2 separate regions of the Canis lupus genome follow, and region 2 is linked to region 1. A link is a contact called in public Hi-C data. All regions are on one chromosome and are shown on one strand. The core of a region is the stretch at or near the end of the contact, and the rest is flanking DNA. Distances in the headings are between cores, read along the strand shown.

What was found. A called contact is a pair of places that touch in the nucleus more often than the background predicts.
Region 2: a contact with region 1 is called in a Hi-C map of blood, with 4 times the contacts expected there. The contact joins the enhancer-like site here to the promoter of RASA2 in region 1. A contact is called at or near these places in 6 of 9 Hi-C or Micro-C datasets (amygdala, blood, liver and 1 more).

The regions. Positions count from the first base shown.
Region 1 is chr23:37,885,974-37,892,141 of UU_Cfam_GSD_1.0, reverse strand. RASA2 (ras GTPase-activating protein 2) reads right to left here and starts at 2,226. Exons shown (of 28, transcript XM_038571086.1): 1 at 2,109-2,226.
Region 2 is chr23:37,987,781-37,993,948 of UU_Cfam_GSD_1.0, reverse strand. It overlaps RASA2 (ras GTPase-activating protein 2), which reads right to left. Exons shown (of 28, transcript XM_038571086.1): 10 at 2,252-2,335. Among named protein-coding and RNA genes, the nearest start is that of RASA2, 100 kb to the right of the region's middle. Within about 2 kb of position 2,733, at least 4 of the 20 cell types and tissues checked have an H3K27ac peak or open chromatin away from gene starts, as enhancers often do. A contact at or near this core is called in blood, where this site is marked.

The sequences.
Region 1 (6,168 bases), core at 977-3,476:
GGTCAGAGAACACTTAACCTCCCCTCTCGCCCAGGAGGTGCAAGAGTGCAGTCTCCATGAGCACAAGGGGGAATTTGTTGGCTTCCAGAAAACCCAGGAGTAAAATTAACTCCAGGTATGGCTGCATTCAGGGCTCAAATAGTGCCATCAGCACTCAATTTCCCTCCATTTCCAGGTTCTTCCACTGGATGAGTTACGAACTCAGGAGCTCCAGGTGGTTCCACAAAGCTCCAGTCCCCCCTGGTGCTGACAAGAAGGCAGTTGGGTCTCCTTCTCTTTCTGCCCCTCCCCATTGCTCATTCTCTCTTTCTCTCTCTCAAATAAATAAACCGAATCTTAAAGGAGGTGGAGGAGGAGGAGGAGGAGGAGGAGGAGGAGGAGGAGAGGAGGAGGGAGAGGAGGAGGGAGAGGAGGAGGAGGAGGAGGAGGAGGAGGAGGAGGAGGAGGAGGAGGAGGAGGAGGAGGAGGAGGAGGAGGGAGAGGAGGAGGAGGGGAGGAAGAGAAGGAGGAGGAGGAGGGAGAGGAGGAGGGAGAGGAGGAGGGGGAGGCCGACGGCCACCGGGCTCTGCAGCAGTAGCTCGCACTCCTTCAGCTCCAAGCCCAGCGCCGGGAGGAACCGCCTCTCTCCGAGGGTTCCCAGGAATCTTAAGTCTCATTGGCGCTGAGCGGGTCACATGCACAATCCTGAGCCACTCGCTGTGACCCTGGAAGTGCGATTGAGTAGCTGAGGCTTAGGTCACTTGCTTCTTGCTCGGCGCTCTTCCCAGACAAGTGGGTGGTTCCCTTGGCTTCCCGGGGTGTCCTGCTGCCGCTGTAACCCCTGCACCTCCCGGTTTTCCGGGGCCATCACGTATCTGTCGCCCAGGGGCTGTGAGGTGCAGTTACCCGGCTGCCAGGGCGCAGGGGCGGCTACACATCCCGCGGCCTGGGAAGCTGGCGTCTCCCTTGGCCTCTGACGCCGGGAGCACCTCAGCCCCCGCCCCCTCACCCCCCAGTATCGGTGGGCGCTGTCCTATTGCAATTCAGTGGTTTTTAGGTGCCCTACTACTCTCTGCCCCATCCTACAGATGCAGTTTCTTCCCCCTGCATTCTTTTTTTTTTTTTTTAAAGATTTTATTTATTTATTCATGAGAGACAGAGAGAAAGGCAGAGACACAGGTGGAGGGAGAAGCAGGCTCCCCGTGGGGAGCCCTATGCAGGGACTCGATCCCGGGACCTCAGGATCACGACCTGAGCCAAAGGCAGATGCTCAACCGCTGAGCCACCCAGGCGTCCCCTCCCCTCCCCTCTTAATGGACGCATGACCCCTCGTAGCATCTCTTGCCACTACAGAATGCTGGCAAACTGGTCCCATGTATGCAGCTGCTGTCCACGGGGAGCCCTGGGCTCACAGGTGGCTGCTCAATGCCTCTCATTCTTTGCAGGCGGCCACAGGACCCTCGCCCTTGCCCTTCTCACTGGCTTGTACCGCCCCACGCCATACACAGCGCCCATCCCTGCATCATAGGGGTCTCTGTCCGTGTTACCTTCAGGCTCATGTCTGTGTGTGTGTGTGTGTGTGTGTGTGTGTGTGTGTGTGTGGTGGGGTGATTCCTGGTCCCAGGAATCCAGGCAAGAAGCAGCTATAACTAGCTTCCGGATCGGGCTGCACCTGGTCAGATGCCATCCAAGGTTGGAGGGGACCCTGCTGCTCTGTGTCACATGTTACTGCCTGTCTTATTCCGAGGATTACCTTAATGTTAAACTAAAGACTCAGATTTGGGCTATGAAAGGGTAGGTAGGGCAGCCCGGGGGGCTCAGCGGTTTAGCGCCGCCTGCAGCCCAGGCCCTGATCCTGGGAACCCGGGATCTAGTCCCACGTCGGGCTCCCTGCATGGAGCCTGCTTCTCCCTCTGCCTGTGTCTCTGCCTCTCTCTCTATGTCTCTCATGAATAAATAAATAAAATCTTAAAAAAAAAAAAAAAAGGGGTAGGTAGCAGTGAGAAAAAGTGTCCACGGCATGCACGCACCTTGCTAACGCGCCACTGGGGTTATTTCCTTCAATATGCCAAGCAGGGAGCAAATGAATGGACAGGAAGGAGCAAGAATCGGGGAGGGCGGGGACCTACCCTGCGGCCTCGGCGGCTGCCGAACCCCAAGCCGGCGCGTCAGTGACCTCTGCTGGCAAGAGCTTCCCTCCGGTCGGCACAGAGGTGGAGGCCCCTCCTGCGCGTCTGGTTCGGTCTCCTTAAGAGAGAAGGCGCAGGGCTGAGGCCTAGCGAGGGCAGGGCAGGCTGGGCTTTCAGGCTAAAGCTGTTACAAGGGCTGTGGAGGTTACAGCAGGTGGCAATTTAGGCATAGATCCTGCCCGGGGGTCCCCCAGCTTTCTCTCAAATGCTGACAGCTTGTTTACATTATCCACTTTGCACTTATAAACATGTTTTCTTCTTTTTTTTTTTTAACAAATATGTTTTCAAAAAGAATGCATTCAAAGACAAGTTGGGCATAAACAAGTTTAGAAAGTTTCTTAAGAACACTTTTGCAAATTGGCGAAGGGAGGTGAAAACGCTGTCAAAACAAGTACACTTTTTAATGTGTAGTATGTGTCGGGGGGTGGGAGGTGAGGTCTCCTTTACAAATACCTACTCAAATCACACACTTTGCGTTGTCCCACGCCATCCCACCCAAAGATATGGGGGAAATGCTGTCATGAGACAAGGCCTGAGCCCACCCCTAAGCCAGGCGGGCCTTTTAACAACTGTCCAGGTACATCTGTGTGGGACATTTGGGGAAGGAAAGCTGCCCAGCAAGGCTGGAAGCCACATAGCAGGTGTCAAGGCCTCCTGCTGATGCAGCTATTGACCTCCTCCCTCAGGACCTCGTGGTGGGCACTTGAGGGCCTCTCCCAGCCCACCCCGCCTTCTCTGAATGTTGGGTTTGCCCTCAGGATTAGGCTTCTGCAGTCTCCTAAGGGGGCTCAGTCCCTTTAACCAGAGCTAATTGGATCCGGACTAAACCGACCAAGGGGAACCAGTGTCTTCAGTAGAGGGGGGAGGGAGGCAGGAATCAGACATCCTTTTCCAGAAACTGGCAATTAGCACCCAGGGATGGCCGTCTCTGTCTGATGGACACTGCCTGTGAGGTCCTGTCAGCTGGCCAACGTCTTGTGCTGCAGCTAGGGAGAGGCAGAGAAAGGCTGGGAGCACAGAGAGAAGGAATAAAGGTGGCATGAAGGGGGCCTGGAGATGAGGGGAGGTGCTTCCCGGTCCAACTTTCCCATCCGTCCATCTTAGGTTCTTCTCGTTTCCTCCCTACATCCCATTTTTGTCTAAACAACAGGGGACCCTGCAGACAGGAGCACTTCTGTTCAGCTTGCATTTAATACAGAGCAAAATGAGTCTGAAGACTTTTGCTCAAGAGCTCAGGATTTGAATCACATTCATCCAAACTACCAGGAACTTCAGAACGGAGTGGGGCTTCTGTTTATTGGCGTTTCTGGGTGAGAGTTAAGCAGGAAACTCTTTCCCTGTTTGATTCCATCTTTGTTGTAAAAATGGTCTAAAATGCATGAATAAAGAAAAGACTGGAAACAAACGTTTAACAAACTCCTACAAGGGAGTGCTATGTAGGCATTAAAAGAATGAGACTGATGGATCCACGTGCCCCTTCCCCACCCGGAAGGTTCTCCATGATATATTGTTAAATTAAATAAAGTATTAAACACTATGTGTACTTACTGTGTTCTCATTTGTGTAAAAAAAAAAAAAAAAGGAAATAAATTTATATAAGTTCATATCCTACATAGAGAGCTAATATAGAAAATATACATATATGCTCGGGTATGCATACGATGTCTGTGGAGGACTCCCCAAGTTGGGGAATAGTGCATGCTTCCAGGGAGAGACCTAGGGGCCGAATGAGAGGGAAACTTATTTTTCTCTGTCTACCTTTTCGTTGTATTTGAAAAAAAAATGTTCTTTTACCATATATATGTACTAGCTCTTTAAACACATTCACATGAATGCATTAGCCTGCTTTCCCCTTTTATCACATATGGTGCAGTCACTTCTGTTAACCGAGAGAGTTCCTGGAAATTGGCCTAGAAAGGTCTTTATAAATGTCCCTGCAGCTGGGCTCACCTCTTCTAATGTGTTTGCATTCATCTGTAAAAGTCGATGAATGATCAAATAAAAGTGAGGAGTGGAGGCTCAGTGTTCCTTGAGCAGCACGAGTGAGGGGGGGCAGGGAAACGGGCAGGGGTAGAGTCGGGGTGGCAGCCAGTCAATATCCAAGCTGGAGGATGTGACAGGAAACTGGGTTCTCATTTCCTATGTAGATTCTCACCACTCTGCAGAGTGAGGTCCTTGGCTTTGGGCCTTTCTGCCTCTTTCACACCGTAAAAACAATACCTTCTTGCAAGGTTCTTGTTCAGAAGCAAGCATTGGGCACGGTGCCTGGCTCAGTTGATTTTAGCTGAACGTAATGTGTTTTGTGGTCATTTTGATTGACTTTTCCTCGGCACGTCCTGGGAGGAGGTGTATAACCTACATGAGTAGAGAGTGTGAGTGTCAGCGATGACGTTGGATGCTCTGGGTTTGAGTTCAGACTCTGGTGTTTGGAGGAGGTGATTGCTAGGAGTGCTTCTCTTCTCTGAAGATGTGGCAGGGAGTGGGGACTTTACTCCATTCAGCACAGGCATCTTTGCCATCAATTGGAGAGAACCAGACTGAGAGGGAAGCCAGTAGAGAAGAAAGTGGAGAAGAGGGAAAAGGAAGAGATAGGAGGAGAGAGAGGGGAAAGATATCATTTTTCTTAAGCCCTTACATCCGGCTCTGCTTAAGACCAGCAGTTCTGTCCATGGCAGTGGAGAAGGTCCGGCTCAGTTTCCTTGTTCTGGTGCTGAGATGTAGAAACACAGGCTACCAGAACCAGGCCATGTGTTTCCCATCCACCCACACCCCAACCTGATCCATAGTGTCTGAAGGTGGGGCTGAAGGAAGAGGGAGTGAGAGGTGACTTCTCAAAGAAATTCAAGTGCTTTCATCATCAAAATAGAAAAGGACTCAGCGGGAAAACCCAGAGCTGGACACACTTAGCAGGACGGATGGGCGGTGGTGAGGAAGACTGGGATAGGCCATCACTTATTCTCAAGGTGGACTCTGTAAACACTTCCTAGGGCAAATGCCTCGTGTGGGCAGCTGCAAGCTTGCAGGGTCAGCTAAGCTCCCCAGGAGGTTCTTGGGAGAAATGAGAGTAGAGGGAGTTTCTGTGAAATAATTAAGGCCTTTTAGTAGGACTCTGGAAACTGGCCCCCATGATTGTCCTTTCCATTCTCTCAGCCCAGACTTGCACAGTCTAGCCACTTTCCTGTGTGGCCTAGATGTTTCTTCACTGCTCAGGAGGAGGTGGGAGAAAGCTGACAGTCCCTTTAGTTGTTTCAAACTAAAATTGGCCACTTAGTTTTATTTCTGTTGTGGCTGCCGATGCCCCCTCCCATTCTGAAGAACCTCTTCCCCATTAGGGTGATCAGTCCTCCCCGTTTCCCCAAGACTGCCCTGGATTTAAGCACCGAAAGTCCCACATCTTGGGAAAACCCTCCTTCCCAGACACAGTGTGATAGTTTGTCACCCTGGAACGGAGCATCACTACTCTCAGAAGATGACTCATGTTTGGGACTGCTGTGCTGATGCTGGAAGCAGAGCTAAATAAGTAAGTTCTGGACTCTGCCTGGAGGAGCTTGCTGTCCGAGAGCAGAGGTGGAATTGAAAAAAATATTTTGCCAGAGAGCTGTGGTGGGACTGAGGCAAAGGCAAGCCGGAGTCTGACGGTGTCTCATAAACCATCTCAAGGAAGAAGCTTTAGAAGGGGCTTTGGAACAACACACTGAGACATGGTCATGCCTGTGGGTGGGGGTGGAGTGGGGGTGGGAATGGACATCTCACTACCGCCAGGAACTGATATTCAGACATAGTGTGATGAAAAGCCAGATGCCCTAGGGAGTAGTGACAGGCCTCCCAAACTTTTACAGGGTCGAGGGCAAGTGTTCAGATGGAGGCCTATGCAGTTGACCCTTGAGCAATGTGGGGACTGGGGTGCTGGCCTCCCCCGCCCCAGTCAAAAATCTGTGTATAACTTTTGATTCCCCAGAGACTTAGCCACCAAAAGCCTACTGTTGACCAGAAGCCTACC
Region 2 (6,168 bases), core at 1,484-3,983, 100 kb before region 1:
CAGAGTACCTTTATCTATGCTGAAAAATACCTGAGGAACCTGAGGAACACGAAAAGCATTCTTAACTAAATTTATTTCTTGGGCTTCAGGTACAATATGGCCTTTTAAAAAAACTTTTTATTTGAAATAATTAAAGAAGGTTGCAAAGAAGTCCCATGAAGTCTTTCCCTAGCCTTTCCCAATTTTAACATCTAATGTGATGATAGCACACTATCAATTCTATTAATGACTCCTAATAACCAATTCATATGCCAAACAGTTTGTTTGTATGTTACTAAATGATTACACTAAAGAATTTGTCTTTAGCTACAGATTATAAACAAAACAAAAAACAGCTCCACTAGGTTAAACAGGATTTTTAACATACAAAACTACAGGATTTTTAACATACTAAACTAAATCCCTCTGACTGCATGAATCTTAATGGATTAAGTATCTGCTTTCAAATTTAAAACCATCCACAGTAATAACAGCACAATACTGTTTGAGCACACAATAAGTCCTACATGGTGCTAGGTACTTTATATACATATATACAAATACATTTTTTTTAAAAGTGACTTACTGGTGATTTTCTATAAAATAAAAATACCTATACTGTACACCTGAAACTAATATAACACTGTATACTGACTATACTGGAATTAAGAAAAACTAATAAAAATAATAAATAAAAAGAATACCTAGAGAGCCTGAAGTTGGGGAGAAGGGGCATATGTCTGTGTATGTATGTATGTGTTTGGTGTGGAGGGAATATTTTGCTCTTTGTTTCCTGATTTTAAACCTTCAAGTTGTAGGCAAATTTCAGACTAGTCAGGCTCTGAAAGAAATCATAATGAAGTTAAATAATACAAAATATACAAATTGCTATAGGTTTTTCCATTAATTATCATAAATAATTTAAATCAATGATATGGTGCACTTTACCATGTTCTGGTACTTCAGCAGTCTGTCTACAGCTTGGAATTCTCTCTGTAGAGCACAGATGCCATGAGTAGAAAAGGCATTTTTAGTTCTGAGCTGCTTTCCAGATAAAAATATGGAAACTGCCTTGCTATTCTGGGCTAGCATTTCTTAAAACAGGATTTTACCTGCATAAAATCTAAGACATTTGAAGGCAGGAAGGTCGATAATGAATGAAGAAGGTCAAGTTTATGTTTTAAAGTACATTTTAATTACTATAAAACTAATGTTGCTCCTCACAGTCTAAGAGTCCAGCAGATTTGAAAAGTTACTCCTCATAGTCTAAGAGTCCAACAGAGTCCACTTTCTTTCTATAAAAACAGGACTTGGTTGTTTGCAAGCATATAACAGAACTCACTAACGATCTTTCTTTCAAAGCATGCATTACTTTGTGTCATAAATAGCTATTAAACATTTATTCTTAGAGCTTTAATTTTGTAATTCTTTTTTTTTTTTTAAAGATTTATTTATTCAGAGAGAGCGCGCGAGAGGCAGAGACACAGGCAGAGGGAGAAGCAGGCATCATACAGAGAGCCTGATGTGGGACTCGATCCAGGGTCTCCAGGATCACACCCCGGGCTGCAGGCGGCGCTAAACCGCTGCGCCACCGGGGCTGCCCTAATTTTGTAATTCTTAAGTCATATTTCAAAACTGAAAAAAATCTAATAATTGCTCTCTCTGAATTCTGAACTCCAAGTTACAAATAGAAACCAACCACTGATCATTTCAATGTAACGAAGCATCTACTGTCAAAGAAGGAAATCATTTGTTAAACCCATATACATATTGAGTCTTCAGATCCAGAGATGCTTACATTTCTGGGTTAAAATTAGTGTACTTATGGAAAATAAAGGCATATTTGACATTGTTTAGAGGTTAAAAAAATTCAATAATAATTCAATAAACATTACCTACCAAGGATATGAATGGAGCTAGAGAGTATTATGCTAAGTGAAATAAGTCGGTCAGAGAAAGACAAATACCATGTGATTTTGACATAGGTGTAATTTAAGAAACAAAACAAGTGAGCATAGAGAAAAAAAAAAGAGAGGCAAACCAAGAAACACTGACTCTTAACTATAGAGAACTGATGTTTACCAGGAGGAAATGTGGGTGGGGGGGATGGGTGAAATAGGTGATGGGGATTAAGGAGTACAATTGTGATAAGCACAGGGTATTGTATGAAGTGTTGAATCATGATATTGTACACCTGAAACTAATATTACAGGGTATGTTAACTAACTGGAATTTAAATAAAAACTTAAAAAAAAAAAAAAAAAAACATTACCTAGAAGGGCCCACTACAGAAACTGTTGCATAAGGGTCACAGCTTTGTCCATTTATGAGAGGCAACCCATGGCATGCGATGATGCTAAGAATAAAAGAAAATTAACAAATATTCAAGTTAAACAACATAAAGCATTATTTCAAATACAAATTAACAAAGGGTTAAAACTGTTTTCCACAAGTCTGCAGATATATGCTTATATACAATGTACCCCAAATACATTTATCTATATTGTGCACTTATTTACTTATGCTAAATTTCTGAAATAGGACCTAATTAGACTACACTGCCACAATGAATACGGAGACTACCAAACAATATGTAGCACACATCCCCCCACTAAACATCTAGCAAGGTACATTCTGTGGTTTGGTAATATATTAAAACTGCTGTGGCTTCTAAACAGGAAAAGAATGTGGTGTGAACCTTAAAGGAGAAACTACAAACCAAGCCAGATCTATGGCATCACATCCTCTGCTAAAGCATGAATGAGAAACAAGGAAACGACTGTGGTTTCCACTTAAAATCTGATTCATAAATAGAGGGCAAGCCTCCCACAATTCTGTAGCCTTTTATTCTGATTCTCAGTAACAACTCCTGTATTATCCTGCAGAAAATGTTTCAGAACTTAAAAACAAAGGTCTTCTAATCTGCTTTAAGGGTAAAGTCACTGGTATTTACAGAGGATATAGAATCTAACTTAATGGTCTGCTTCTCAAATTTTCTCACTAAATATTATTGAGTTCATGAATTTAGTTTAAATCTAAGGGTTTGCACTTCCTAATGTCTAAGAGAATCTCATGAGAAATGCTGAAAAGTATTCTTTGTTAAGAGATGTGGGCTATTGAGCAACATCCTATTTCTCTCTACAATCCACATCGTATATGTGGGTGAAGTGCATATGGTGTGCTGCAAAATAAAGAAAGAAATGATAATATGACTCATTTCTATTACACTGGGTATCAAAAATCAAATTCTAAAAATGTCTGAAACTAAAGAAAGCACAGACCAAGATAATAATTCTGGTTATCAATATTAGGATTAGGTACAAAGTTTCCAATTACATACTATTCAAAACTTAAAATCCTCAGGCTAAATCTCATAATGATGCCTGCTTTTTATATATCATTTGTAGTTTACCATTATTCTCACAAAATGTATCTAATTCCCACAACTGTCTTTGAGAAAAAATACCTTAAAGAAGAAAATAAGGCTCCAAAAGATTGTGAGAATGTAACAAAATAAAGCTAAAGAAGTAATACAACTTGTACAAAGTGGGCCAAGACTCAACTTCTACTTTAACTGTTTCTAAAGTTGAGTGTCTTTCTACATTCCCTACTGTACCTAAATTTATTACTCTCCTTGTAATACCAAATTTATCTCATTTAAATACTAATTATGAGAAATCTTAATTATAGGTCATTATAATTTTATGAAATTAAAAAAAAAAAACCTGAGAAAAAAGCAGTTCATTATACAAAAACTTCTATAAGAATACTCCACAAAGCAAAACAATGATGCCCATAAGAGCATAAATCTATAAAAATCATCAGAAGTAGTCTTAATTTTTAAATATAAGATATTTTAAAAATTGTTTTCTAACAATATTAAATACAAATTATTTTATTTGCTACATATTATGAAATATTTTTCTAATTGCCTAGAATACAACTATTCTTCTAATCAATAAGTCAAACAATTTCATATCATAAACCATGGATAAGCAAAAAACAAATGCTGAAAATGAGCTTAGTATACTATATACTAAATTATCTTACATTTTGTTTAAATACATTTGATATTAATATATTTTTTAGAAATTGCAAAGGAAAATAAATTTAATCCAAAATTGTTTAAAGTACCTTGAGCATTTTTTTTTAAACTAGAAGACAAGTGTTAATGTCTACATACACCCAAGATGGAGTACCAAGTAACAGAATTATCTCCCTACCTGAAATAACTAAAAAAAAATTTACAAAATTGGCAGTGCAGGATAGTGAACTTTGAGGGGAGAAGAAATGAAGTGAGCTCCCAATTGTCCCAGCTTACTGGTATGGGGTCTCTCTGAGAAGAGGGAGAGTTGACAGTTGGGGAAGACCGAAGTAACTGGAATTTCCAAGGCAGAGTACCAGAGAAAAGAAACCTGTACAGAAAGAAATCTCCAGAGAGTTACAAGAATCCCCCTGGAGTCGTTAGCTCAGTGTTGATAAGCATATACATGTAAGGAAGCTGAGGCTAAGGAAAGAATCATTTGAATCGAGCAGAGGGACTTTCGCTCAAGTTTTGATCCCAGGGTCTTGGGATCAAGCCCACATCAGGCTCCCTGCTTCTCCTTCTCCCTCTGCCCCTCCCCCACCTCCTGCTCTCTCAGTCACTCTCTCTCTCAAAGAAATAAAATCTTAAAAAAAAAAAAAAAAAAAGAGCAGAGGGAACAATTCCTGAAGCCCACAAATGACTAGCATAAAGTCCTACAGCCACGTTATGAAACCTGGTAATTCACAGATGTGGCCTCATTATTGAGAAAATAGAAGTACTAGACTAAAGGCTGCTCTTATTCAATCCATCAAAGTTTAAAAGCAAACCACAAAAGAATGAAACTGCTTCCAAGCAATTAACCAGGTCCTCAAGTATATTCATGGAAATATAAAAATATCCAGAAACTTCATATAGTCTAGAATCAAACAGAAAATAACCAGGAATACAAAGAATCAAGAAAATATGAACCATAATGATATCTCAAGAAACAATAAAAATCTCAAATAAACAAAAAGGAGCTTGAAAACGAAGCACAGCAAAACTCAAAACCTGTAGAAGGAAGGAAATAAAGATTAGAGGAGAAATAAATGAAATAGAAACTTAAAAATAACAACATATGAATGAAACCAGGAGATGGTCCTTTGAAAAGATTGACAAAATTGATAAACCTTTAGCCAGACTAAGAGAGAGTGAGACAGAGAGAGAAAGAGAGAAAGAGAAGACTCAAAAATAAAATCAGAAATTAAAGGAAGAAAAAACTGACACCACAGAAATACAAAAGATTGTAAGAAAATATTATGAAAAATTACATGCTAACAAACTAGACAACCTAGAAGAGATGGATAAATTCCTAAAAACGTGTAACATTCCAAAACTGAATCAGGAAGAAATGGAAAATTTAAACAGACAAATTACCAGCAATGAAACTGAATCAGTAATAAAAAAATTCCCAACAAACAAAAGTCCAGGACCAGATGGTCTGACAGGTAAATTCTATTAAACATTTAAAGAGTTAATATCTATTCTTCTCAAACTATTCCAAAAAAACACAAGAGGAAAGAAGGCTTCTAAATTCATTCTATGAGGCCAGCATTACCCTGATGCCAAAACCATAAAGACACTACAAATAAAGGGAACTACAGACCAAAATCTCTGATGAAAGTGGATGTAAAAATCCTCCACAAAATATTAGCAAACCAAATACAACATTTAAAAAATCATCCACCAAAATCAAATGGGATTGATTCCTGCAATAGCAAGGGTGGTTCAATATTCACAAATCAGTCTACGTGATACATCACAGTAACAAGAAAAAGGACGAAGACCACATGATCATTTCAACAGATGCAGAAAAAGCATCTGACAAAGTACAACAGCTATTCATGATAAAAACCTTCAATAAAGTAGGTGTAGAGGGAATATACCCCAACACAATAAAGGTCTTATATGAAAAACCCACAGCTAACATCTTTAATGGGAAAAAACTGAGAGCTTTCTCCTTAAGATCAGAAACAAGACAAGAATGTCCACTCTCGTCACTTTTACTCAACATAGTTGTTGAACTCCTGGTCACAGCAATCAGAAAACAAAAAGAAATAAAAAGCATCCAAATTGGTAAGGAAGAAGTAAAACTTTCACTATTTTCAGATGACATAATACTT